2 separate regions of the Mus musculus genome follow, and region 2 is linked to region 1. Evidence: chromatin contacts called from public HiChIP or PLAC-seq data. All regions are on one chromosome and are shown on one strand. Each heading gives the region's core, a stretch centred on a gene start, on an enhancer-like site or on the middle of the called end of the contact. The rest is flanking DNA. Distances are from core to core; before and after follow the strand shown. Region 1 overlaps Ap3s2 (adaptor-related protein complex 3, sigma 2 subunit). Region 2 overlaps Rccd1 (RCC1 domain containing 1).

The links. HiChIP or PLAC-seq counts read pairs in DNA pulled down with a chosen protein or histone mark.
Region 2: an H3K27ac HiChIP or PLAC-seq map of embryonic stem cells shows a contact between it and region 1, with 5 read pairs. The contact joins two enhancer-like sites. A contact is called at or near these places in 1 of 39 promoter capture datasets (cranial neural crest) and 1 of 115 datasets of contacts at active chromatin or transcription factors (embryonic stem cells).

Annotation. Positions count from the first base shown.
Region 1 is chr7:79,879,036-79,883,457 of GRCm38.p6, reverse strand. Ap3s2 (adaptor-related protein complex 3, sigma 2 subunit) reads left to right here. Exons shown (of 6, transcript NM_009682.3): 5 at 885-992; 6 at 2,846-4,422. The coding sequence ends at 2,974. Among named protein-coding and RNA genes, the nearest start is that of Anpep, 33 kb to the right of the region's middle. Within about 2 kb of position 2,222, at least 103 of the 459 cell types and tissues checked have an H3K27ac peak or open chromatin away from gene starts, as enhancers often do. A contact at or near this core is called in embryonic stem cells, where this site is marked.
Region 2 is chr7:80,317,929-80,322,350 of GRCm38.p6, reverse strand. Rccd1 (RCC1 domain containing 1) reads left to right here. Exons shown (of 9, transcript NM_173445.4): 2 at 1,008-1,074; 3 at 1,170-1,489; 4 at 1,653-2,049; 5 at 2,138-2,259; 6 at 3,010-3,105; 7 at 3,325-3,492. The coding sequence starts at 1,321. Among named protein-coding and RNA genes, the nearest start is that of Rccd1, 4.3 kb to the left of the region's middle. Within about 2 kb of position 2,325, at least 24 of the 459 cell types and tissues checked have an H3K27ac peak or open chromatin away from gene starts, as enhancers often do. A contact at or near this core is called in embryonic stem cells, where this site is marked.

The DNA.
Region 1 (4,422 bases), core at 973-3,472:
GTGCACTGGCCCAAAAGTTCTGTACTCACTTGATGACAGAAGGTTTAACAGAAAGTAATTACAAGTCTCGTTGCTACAATTTATTTGAAATATAAAGTGCCAGGTTGGACCTGCAAGAGTTGGCAACATCTAGTTGAGAGCAGAGGGCCATCCTGAGCAGTTTAGCAAGAACACCGCTCGGCTGCAGGATGCTGGTTAGGTGGTTGAGCTCCTGCCTACCATGCACAATGCCCTTTGTTGAATTCCCATGACTATAAACCAGTTATGATGGCACCCAGGGCTCTCCATGGCAGCCTTTCTGTCTCCCTGTGTAGTGGTTGCATTGCCTCTGCTCCATCCCGGTAGTGCATCGAGATTTGGTTTTGCTTAGAGAACTGCTGGCTGGCTGGAAACTGTGAGCTGCACACTAAGGAGAGCATTTAGACCATTTCAGCTGCTTAGATCTACTTAATGCCAGCCAGTGTGATGACAGTCTAATGGATGACAGAAAAGCGTCTCTACTTATGTGGGGCCCAGCGTGTAGCAGGCACTAGCAAAGCGTTGTTTAGTTCTCCATCTAGGTATCTCACCCGGCCATTTATTCCCGAGTTTTGGAAGGAAGCTGAAGTGCTGAGAAAATAATTTGCCAAAGACCACCTAGCTAACAAACAGCAGGGCTAGAATCTAAGCATGACCTGTCTGAGTTGGAAGCCTCAGCCACCACCTCATTGTCTTGAGCGAACCAAACCCTACTGCCATTGCTGATAGAAGACCATGAAGTCTTGTGGTCTCCCGTGAGGGGCTGGCTGTGTCATGAATCAGAATGTGGCCTGTCTGACCCCTCTGCTGCTGCCCCCGGGGCAAACTACTGTGCTGTGCTCTGAGTCTTGATGCCTCTCTTCTAGGTGCACTACATCCTGCAGGAGGTGGTGATGGGTGGAATGGTGTTGGAGACAAACATGAATGAAATTGTGGCTCAAATCGAAGCTCAAAACCGACTGGAGAAGTCGGAGGTGAGGAAGCAGCTGCACTGTGTCCTGACTGGGTACAGGGAGGAACATGTACCTGTGTAGAGCATGCATAGCTTGGGTGGGCTGTGTCTGCTGGGTGGGCTTGGGTGAGCTTGGGTGGGCTTGGGTGGGCTGTGCATGCTTGAGTGGGCTATGTCTGCTGGGTGGGCTTGGGTGGGCTGCGTGGGTCTGTGTTTGCTGTGAGGGCTTCTGTTTCTTGGAGTCCTTAGGAGGTGGTTCCCTCCTGTCTTCCTTGGTTTGACTACACTAACATGAAGGCCAGTGTAAACATTAAACTGGTAGGGCGACTTGAGATCTCTGGCTTAAAGGAAAGGCAGATGGCAGGACGGACAGCCAGCCTCTGGAATATGATTATGACTCACATTTGCGGTCCGTATGTGAGCAGCCATAGCTTGTGGTTAGCTCGTAGCCTCTGGAAGGTCAAGATTCTTTACTTTCAGTGAAGCTTCTTCAAAACTACAGTAATGCTGATTTGGAAATACCATACCTGGGCAGGTGGTGATGGCACACACTTTAAGTCCCACCACTGAGGAGACTTAAGCAGGTGATCTTTGAGTTCGAGGCCAGCCTGGTCTACATAGTGAGTTTAGTACAGTCAGGACTACATAGAGAAACCCTGTCTCAAAAAGCAAACAGAAAAGCGTTCCTTGACAAGCAGTGGTGGCAGATGTCTTTAATCCCAGAACTCGGGAGGCTGAGGAAGGCAGATCTCTGTGAGTTTGAGGCTAGCCTGATCTACTGAGTAAGTTCCAGGATAGCTAGGGCTAAACAGAGAAACCCTGTCTCCAAAAACCAAAAAAAGAGAAAAAAGGAAAATAAAACACCATGCCTCCTTATCCTCATGTGGCTCTGAGCTTGATGGAGGAGCTCATGGTGAAGCCAGGCCAATCCCACCCTGGTCTTCACCCACCTCAGCCCCACAGTGAGCAGGGTTAGAGGGGTACCCCTCACAGCTGCAGAAATAGTGGGATGGTGACATCTCTGAGTGACATGTCTGAGTGGGTTTCTTTGCTTTGTGAATGGAACCTGTCTTACAAAACCAGGAGTCCTTCTTATGAGACTGCTCATCTCATCAGAGTTTTTCTGACCACAGCTCTGCCTGCCAGGGTTTTCTGAGAAGTGCAGGCTGGGAGGCTTCCAGACACAGTGAGTGAGTCAGGCAAGGGGTCTGGAACCAGCCGAGGCAGACATGCAGGGGAAGGGCAGAGCTAGAGGGAGTGTCCTGAGAGCTGTGGGTTAGAACAGTAAGTGACTCTCAGGCCTGTGTCACCCCCTCTACTCCCTGCTGAGCCTGGAGGGCCTGGAGGCTGATTTTCCAGGGTTACTGCTTCCCAGCCTGTAGCCACGTGACATCCAAAGCCCATCCTTTTCAGCTCGCACTAGCTGGCAGGCTGTTGTCTGAAAGCTGACATTCTTTCTCCTTCAAAGGAATTTCTCTGGCTTTGCACTTTTCTGTAAGGTAGACTCTTAAGGAAAGGGTTTCATTTTGTTTTGCTTTGTAAATCTAGTACCCTCAAGTCATAGGACTTAGATAAATCATCTCAGAGTTCCCTACCAAGTATTTATTGAGCAACTCCCATGGGCCAAGCGTGGTGTTACTTGCCATAACTATAAAAGTGCATGAAGCACAGGGCACAGCACACCTTTGCAGACCCTGTAGTGGGACGGCAGCAAAGGCTGCAAGGCTGCACATAGCTAAATAGGGCTTTGTTGACACCCATGAGGAATGAAGACTTTTGTATGTGCCATCTGGAATGCTTTAGATCTCTGTCATCTGCTTTAGGATTTAAGCAGACGACACTGGAAATCGACTAACACTCTCCTCTCGTTTCCAGGGCGGCCTCTCTGCAGCTCCAGCAAGGGCCGTGTCCGCTGTGAAGAACATCAACCTCCCTGAGATCCCCAGGAACATCAACATCGGTGACCTCAACATCAAAGTCCCCAACCTGTCCCAGTTTGTGTGAAGGTGGGGGACTGGGCTGAACTGGAGTTCGCAGGATGAGCAAAGCAGTCAAGTCCAGAAGCAGAACCCCGTTGAGCCTTTAGAGTCGCACCTTGGGGCCCTGCACCTTTCCCAGAGTGGGAATGGAGTTGGGTGCACACTTCCTGGCCATCCTGCTGCTCCTGACTCACGGCTGTGATAGACATCAGGGCACTAAGCCACTGCTCCTTCGCCTCCCCCACACAGCTGCCCTCAGGGCCAGGGACTGTGAACGCGCCACCTGCTTCCCAGGGCCCCACCACTGGGACTGAACACATCTGACTTCCTCTCTAGCACCAAGGGCTTCTGAGATCCTGTATCACTTACTGGGGGAAAGACCAGGGGGAAAGACTAGCCTTTGAGCTGTCAGGCATGGTAAGTGGCAGGTGAGGGCAGGGTGTACACCACCTCTGCTAGGGCCTCTATACCCTCTGAATGGTCAAGCATTGTGGTCCGCAGTTGCTGCAGAGCAGTTTCCTAGTATATACCTAGTCTTGTTGTCAGAGGCATCTGTGCGCTGGATGGTTTAAGTCACACTCTGTGTGCGTGCCACTACCACCCCCCCCCCCCACACACACACACACAGAGTTGGTGCGACCCCCAGAACCCTCTCGCAGAGGAGACCAATGTCTGTAGACTGTGGCGACTGGATCCCTCCTAGGTTATGACTTTTCCCAAGTTTAAAATACACTGTTCTCTTGGAAGCAGAAGGTTCAGTGCTGTGCTGTGAATGAAGAAGTCCCCACATACACACACTTGCTCAGAATCCACTAACCAGTCTCAGATTCTAGAGCTGGGAGCCTGGGCTGGGTGCTATATGGGCTGAGCCTGCAGCATGCTAGCTGTAGTGCTGTGTGCTTCCCAGCTTGAGTCCTGCAGTGAACACACTGGGCTCCCTTGGTTGACATTCTACAGCTCTGGAACCCTGCAAAGTTGCATGTGCTGGTGTGGAGGCTGATGCACCGCCATGGGGAACCGCCCCACGCAGGCCCCTCTCCCTCCCTCCCGATAGGATAGTGTATTTCCATGGCTTGTGATGCTGATGTCCTAGGAGACCGTGTGTCTTACCCAGTGTGTCTCAGTCCCCAGCAGGGCTTCCTGCACTCTGCCGGTGCTGATGCAGCATCCTGTCCTCACCTTTCAGTCCTCTGTCAGAGCTGCAGTGATGGTGGGCACTTGGCTAGAGGACAGACCTGAGATCAATCCTACTGCATTCTCTGGAAGCATCTCATTGCTATTTTATGTTATTTTATTGCCATTTGTGTACATTCATCTCCTTTTACAGTGGCTGGAATCAAGCATTTGCTCTAGGGGGACATGAAGAGTCCTTTAATAGTCCTTACTAGAGACATTTTTTTAAGCTTTATTTTATTTCTGGGGTGTGTCTGTCTGTCTGTCTGTCTGATGGTATGCTCTGAGGCCAGAGGAGAG
Region 2 (4,422 bases), core at 1,076-3,575, 440 kb before region 1:
TAAGGAGGAAAGAGAAAAGGGTCACTGGTCATTGGACTTTGAGAAAACACAGGGTTTACTGGTGTGTGTGTGTGCAACATTTTCAAAATAGTCTTACAAGGGACAGGGAGATAAAGATCTAGACACCAGGCCAGCTAGAGAAGTACTGGCACATGCCTTTGATCTCCACAATCAGAAGGCAGCGATGGGGCGATCTTTGTGAGTTTGAAGCCAGCCTGTTCTACATAGTGAGTTCCAGGACAGCAAGGGCTTGTGTAGAGAGACCCTGCCTCACATTAAAAGGGTGTGGGGAAGCTTAGTGGTGAAGGGCACTGCTGTTCTTGCGGAAGACCTGGGTTCAGGTCTAGCACCCACATGATGGCTCACACTCCAGTACCAGAGGGTCTGATGCCCTCTTCTGCCCTTTAGTAACACCAGACACAAACATGGTGCACAGACAGACATGCAGGAAAAACATCTCTACACATATTGTAAAATAAATCTTTTATTTTATTATTTTATTTTCTGTGCATGCTTTTTTGCCTGCATGTGTGTCTGTGTATGGGTGTAGGATGCCCTGGAACGGGACTTAGAGACAGCTGTGAGCTGCTTTGTGGGTGCTGGGAATTGAACCTGGGTCCTCTGGAAGAGCAGCCAATGTTCTTAACCACTGAGTCGTCTCTCCAGTCCAAAATAATAAATCCTTTTTTTTTTAACCACTTCTTTTTTTAAAACCATTTTAAAAAAAAAGCTATTTATTTGTTTTATGTGTTTGAGTACACTGTAACTGTCTTCAGACACCAGAAGAGGGCATTGGATCCCATTGCATATTGATTGTGAGCCACCATGTGGTTGCTGGGAATTGAACTCAGGACCTCTGGAAGAACAGTCAGTGCTCTTAACCGCTGAGATGTCTCTCCAGCCCCACCCCACCCCCCAACCCCAAATAATAAATCTTAAAAAAAATTTTTTTTCTTGCCTTGAATACAAGTTTGACTTAAAAGACACATACTTAATATTTCTTACAGCTGTACGCTGGATTTGAGCCAAAAGTAGAAGTGGTCAGCTGCAGACAGTTCAGCAGTCAAAAATCTGGTAGGACCTTTGGCCAAAGCTCTGCTCCGTGGACAGTAGTGGGATGGACTCCGTTTGCCCGGTGATTAGGATGGCATACTGTCTCTATTTTACAGGTAGTGCAACTTCAGCCCCCTGGAAGGCAGGATTTGCCAGCGTTCCTAAGGTGTCCTGTTTGCAAGAGTCTCCTTGGTTTGCAACCTTAATCTTGCATCCCTTAATCCACACCACAGCCAAGTGTCCACCCACAGAGGGCTCAACCTGGACATGGCCGAGAAACGGCACGGAGCCTGGTTCGGCTTTGGTTTCTGTGGCTTCGGGCAAGCGCTGGGTTCTGGGAACAGCCACCATTCAGTGTACAGTCCTGAACCACTGCATGCCAGTGATGATATTTGCCAAGTGAGCGCAGGCTGGAGCTACACTGCCCTGGTGACCCGTGAGTGCCCTCACAATCCCAACTCCAGACCTGTATCATGTATACCTGCCCAACCCTCCTAACATGCCAGTCCAGAAATACCCAACACCCGTACACCCTTACTCGGGCAGCCTCGAGCTTCCCAGGTCCATGGCATGCGTCCCTCCCAACTCTGCCCACACAGGTGGAGGCCGGGTGGAATTGTCAGGTTCTGTGAGCGGTGCAGCAGACGGCTGCAGGGACGTGTGGGCTTCGGAGGAACTCCTGGTGCTGCTACGCAACAAGGGCGGCTCCAGCACGGAAGTGCAGGCCTGGGTACCAGGTTCTGCGTTACAGGGGGAGCCCCTCTGGGTCCAGAACTTGGTTTCTGGGGCAAAGGGCCAAGGGGAAGATGAACCCAGCAGGGAGTCTAGGATGGGGACCCTGCCGTTGCTACCCTGCGCCCGTGCCTATGTGACCCCAGAACCACCCTTCTGCCAGCCTCTGGCCCCAGAGCTGCGGGTCCGCCAGCTGGAGCTGGGAGCTGAGCATGTGCTGCTGTTGTGCGCAGCTGGCCAGGTGTTCTCCTGGGGTGCGGGCAGGTGAGGACCGGCTGGTTGTGACGTGGCGGAGCTCAAGGAGAGGCTCTCTTGGATGGACCTGTAGCTGATTAGGGACGCCTTTGATCAGGCATGGACAGCTGGGCCACGGGACTCTGGAGGCAGAACTAGAGCCAAGACTGTTGGAGGCACTGCAGGGCCTGCGGATGGCTAAGGTGGCTGCAGGTGGCTGGCACTCTGTGTGTTTGAGTGGTGAGTGACTCGGGGCGGCTCCAAACAAGCTGGAGGGCTTGGCCCCGCCTTCCTCTTGCTCTGTTTTTGTGGGCGGTCTAGCCCAGGCCTCATTCCACGCTCAGTCCAGCTCAGTCATCCCTGAGTCTTCAGTGTTTCCAGATTTAGCCTGTTACTCCACCACCCTCTTACACCTCCACTCATCTGGTTACTGCCTGTCTTTGTTACTGAGCTCTTCACTACCCCCATCCATCTAAAATACTCCCGAAGGTCAGCACACTTCTGCAGGGGAAATGGTAAGAGACAGCTCAGCCAGGAAGAATGGAGAAGGCTGCCTATGCCCCGGTAGCCATGGTGGATGGCAGAGAGGTGTGCCTTGGTCCACAGTGTGTGGCCTAGGGCTTTTGTGTATTGGGTCCATCTTGGTGGGAAGGCTGAGACAAAAGAACTTCAGCCTGGAGTTAGCCAAAGAAAAGCTGGGCATGGTAGTTCGTGCCTGTAGTGCCAGGATTCAGGAAGGTTGGGGATTTTGAGGCCTGCCAGAGAGGTACATGGTAAGGTTTGGGAAAAGGGGAAGGGGAGAAGGGGTGTGTATGGGCAGGGATCTAAGACAGGGAAGCAGCGGGACTTGGTATGGGCATCCTTGATGGACGGGTGCTTTAGGGTACCCTTTACTCGCTCCTAGGAACAGGTAATGGGGATGTTTAGAGGAGGTGGGGTGGGTGAAAGGGTCCCACAGTGTGCTTCATGGATTCTCTTGGTCTCTTGCAGAAACGGGGGATATTTATATCTGGGGCTGGAATGAGTCAGGGCAGCTGGCCCTGCCCACAAGGAGTGGGACAGAGAACAAAGCAGAGAGAGAGGAAGGTAAGGTCCCCCTCTAGGATGTCCTTCCCTGCTCATTTACTGTGTGCTGGACACTGAGAATCATCCTGGGATTTTGGCCCTGCACAGCCTCTAGGACTGAGTGAGTAAGGCTTGGGCCCCAGCTCTGGAGCTAGAAAATGGTCTTTTATAGAGCTGGAAGTCAGTATGCGGACTGTTCACATGCCCCTGACTAGTAAACACACTGTAAGCCTTCTAAAGCCACAGAATTGAATGAAGATGGTCTCAAAGAGGAATTAGCTGTGGCTGATGCAGGAGCTCCTGCCCACTTCATAGCCATCCAGCCCTTCCCTGCTCTTCTGGATCTTCCCCTGGGCTCAGATGCAGTTATGGCCAGCTGCGGATCCCGACACACAGCTGTGGTGACACGTGAGTGGGGCTGGCGCAGGGTGGAGCAGCACTTAGCTGGGGACTGCAGCTTGCCATGCCTGCCCATTTTTAATTTTAGAAAGAGTCTCCATTTATACAGAATTATTTTGAAACTCCTGGACTGAAGCAGTTGTCAGGCTTTGGAGCAGCTGTGATTATAGACCCCATCATGTGCTGGGGATGAGTCCAGGGCCTCTACTGAGCTAAGCAAGCACATCACTACTATGTTTTCCTTCCTTCCTTCCTTTCTTTCTTGTTTTTGGGTTTTTTTTCTAGTCCGGGTTTCTTTGTACAGCCTTGGCTGTCCTAGAACTCACTCTGTAGACCAGGCTGGCCTGGAACTCAGAAATCTGCCTGTCTCTGCTTCCCAAGTGCTGGGATTAAAGGCGCGCACCACCACTGCCCAGCTTATTATTTTTTAAATCAACATGGAGGAACTATATATTTGATGGTTTGTTAAGGAAGCTGAATTTAGGGCTGGAGAGATGGCTCAGTGGTTAAGAGCTCCCGACTGCTCTTCCGAAGGTCCGGAGTTCAAATCCCAGCAACCACATGGTGGCTCACAACCATCTGCACAGCTACAGTGTACTCATATACATAAAAATTAATAAATCTTTTAAAAAATATATATATAATTAAAAAAAAAAAAGAAAAGTTTCATGCTGGGAAAGGTGGCACTCACCTCCAATACTAACCCTTGGAATGAGGCAGGAGACTGAAGCTTTGAGGTCTGAGAAACTGTACTGAGGTGTCTCAGCATTAGGAAGGGAGAGAACCATTGTAATAAAACAAAAAAGGGGGCTGGTGAGATGGCTCAGTGGTAAGAGCAATGACTGCTCTTTCAAAGGTCCTGTGTTCAAATCCCAGCAACCACATGGTGGCTCACAACCACCTGTAATGAGATCTGACTATATTTATAATAAATCAATC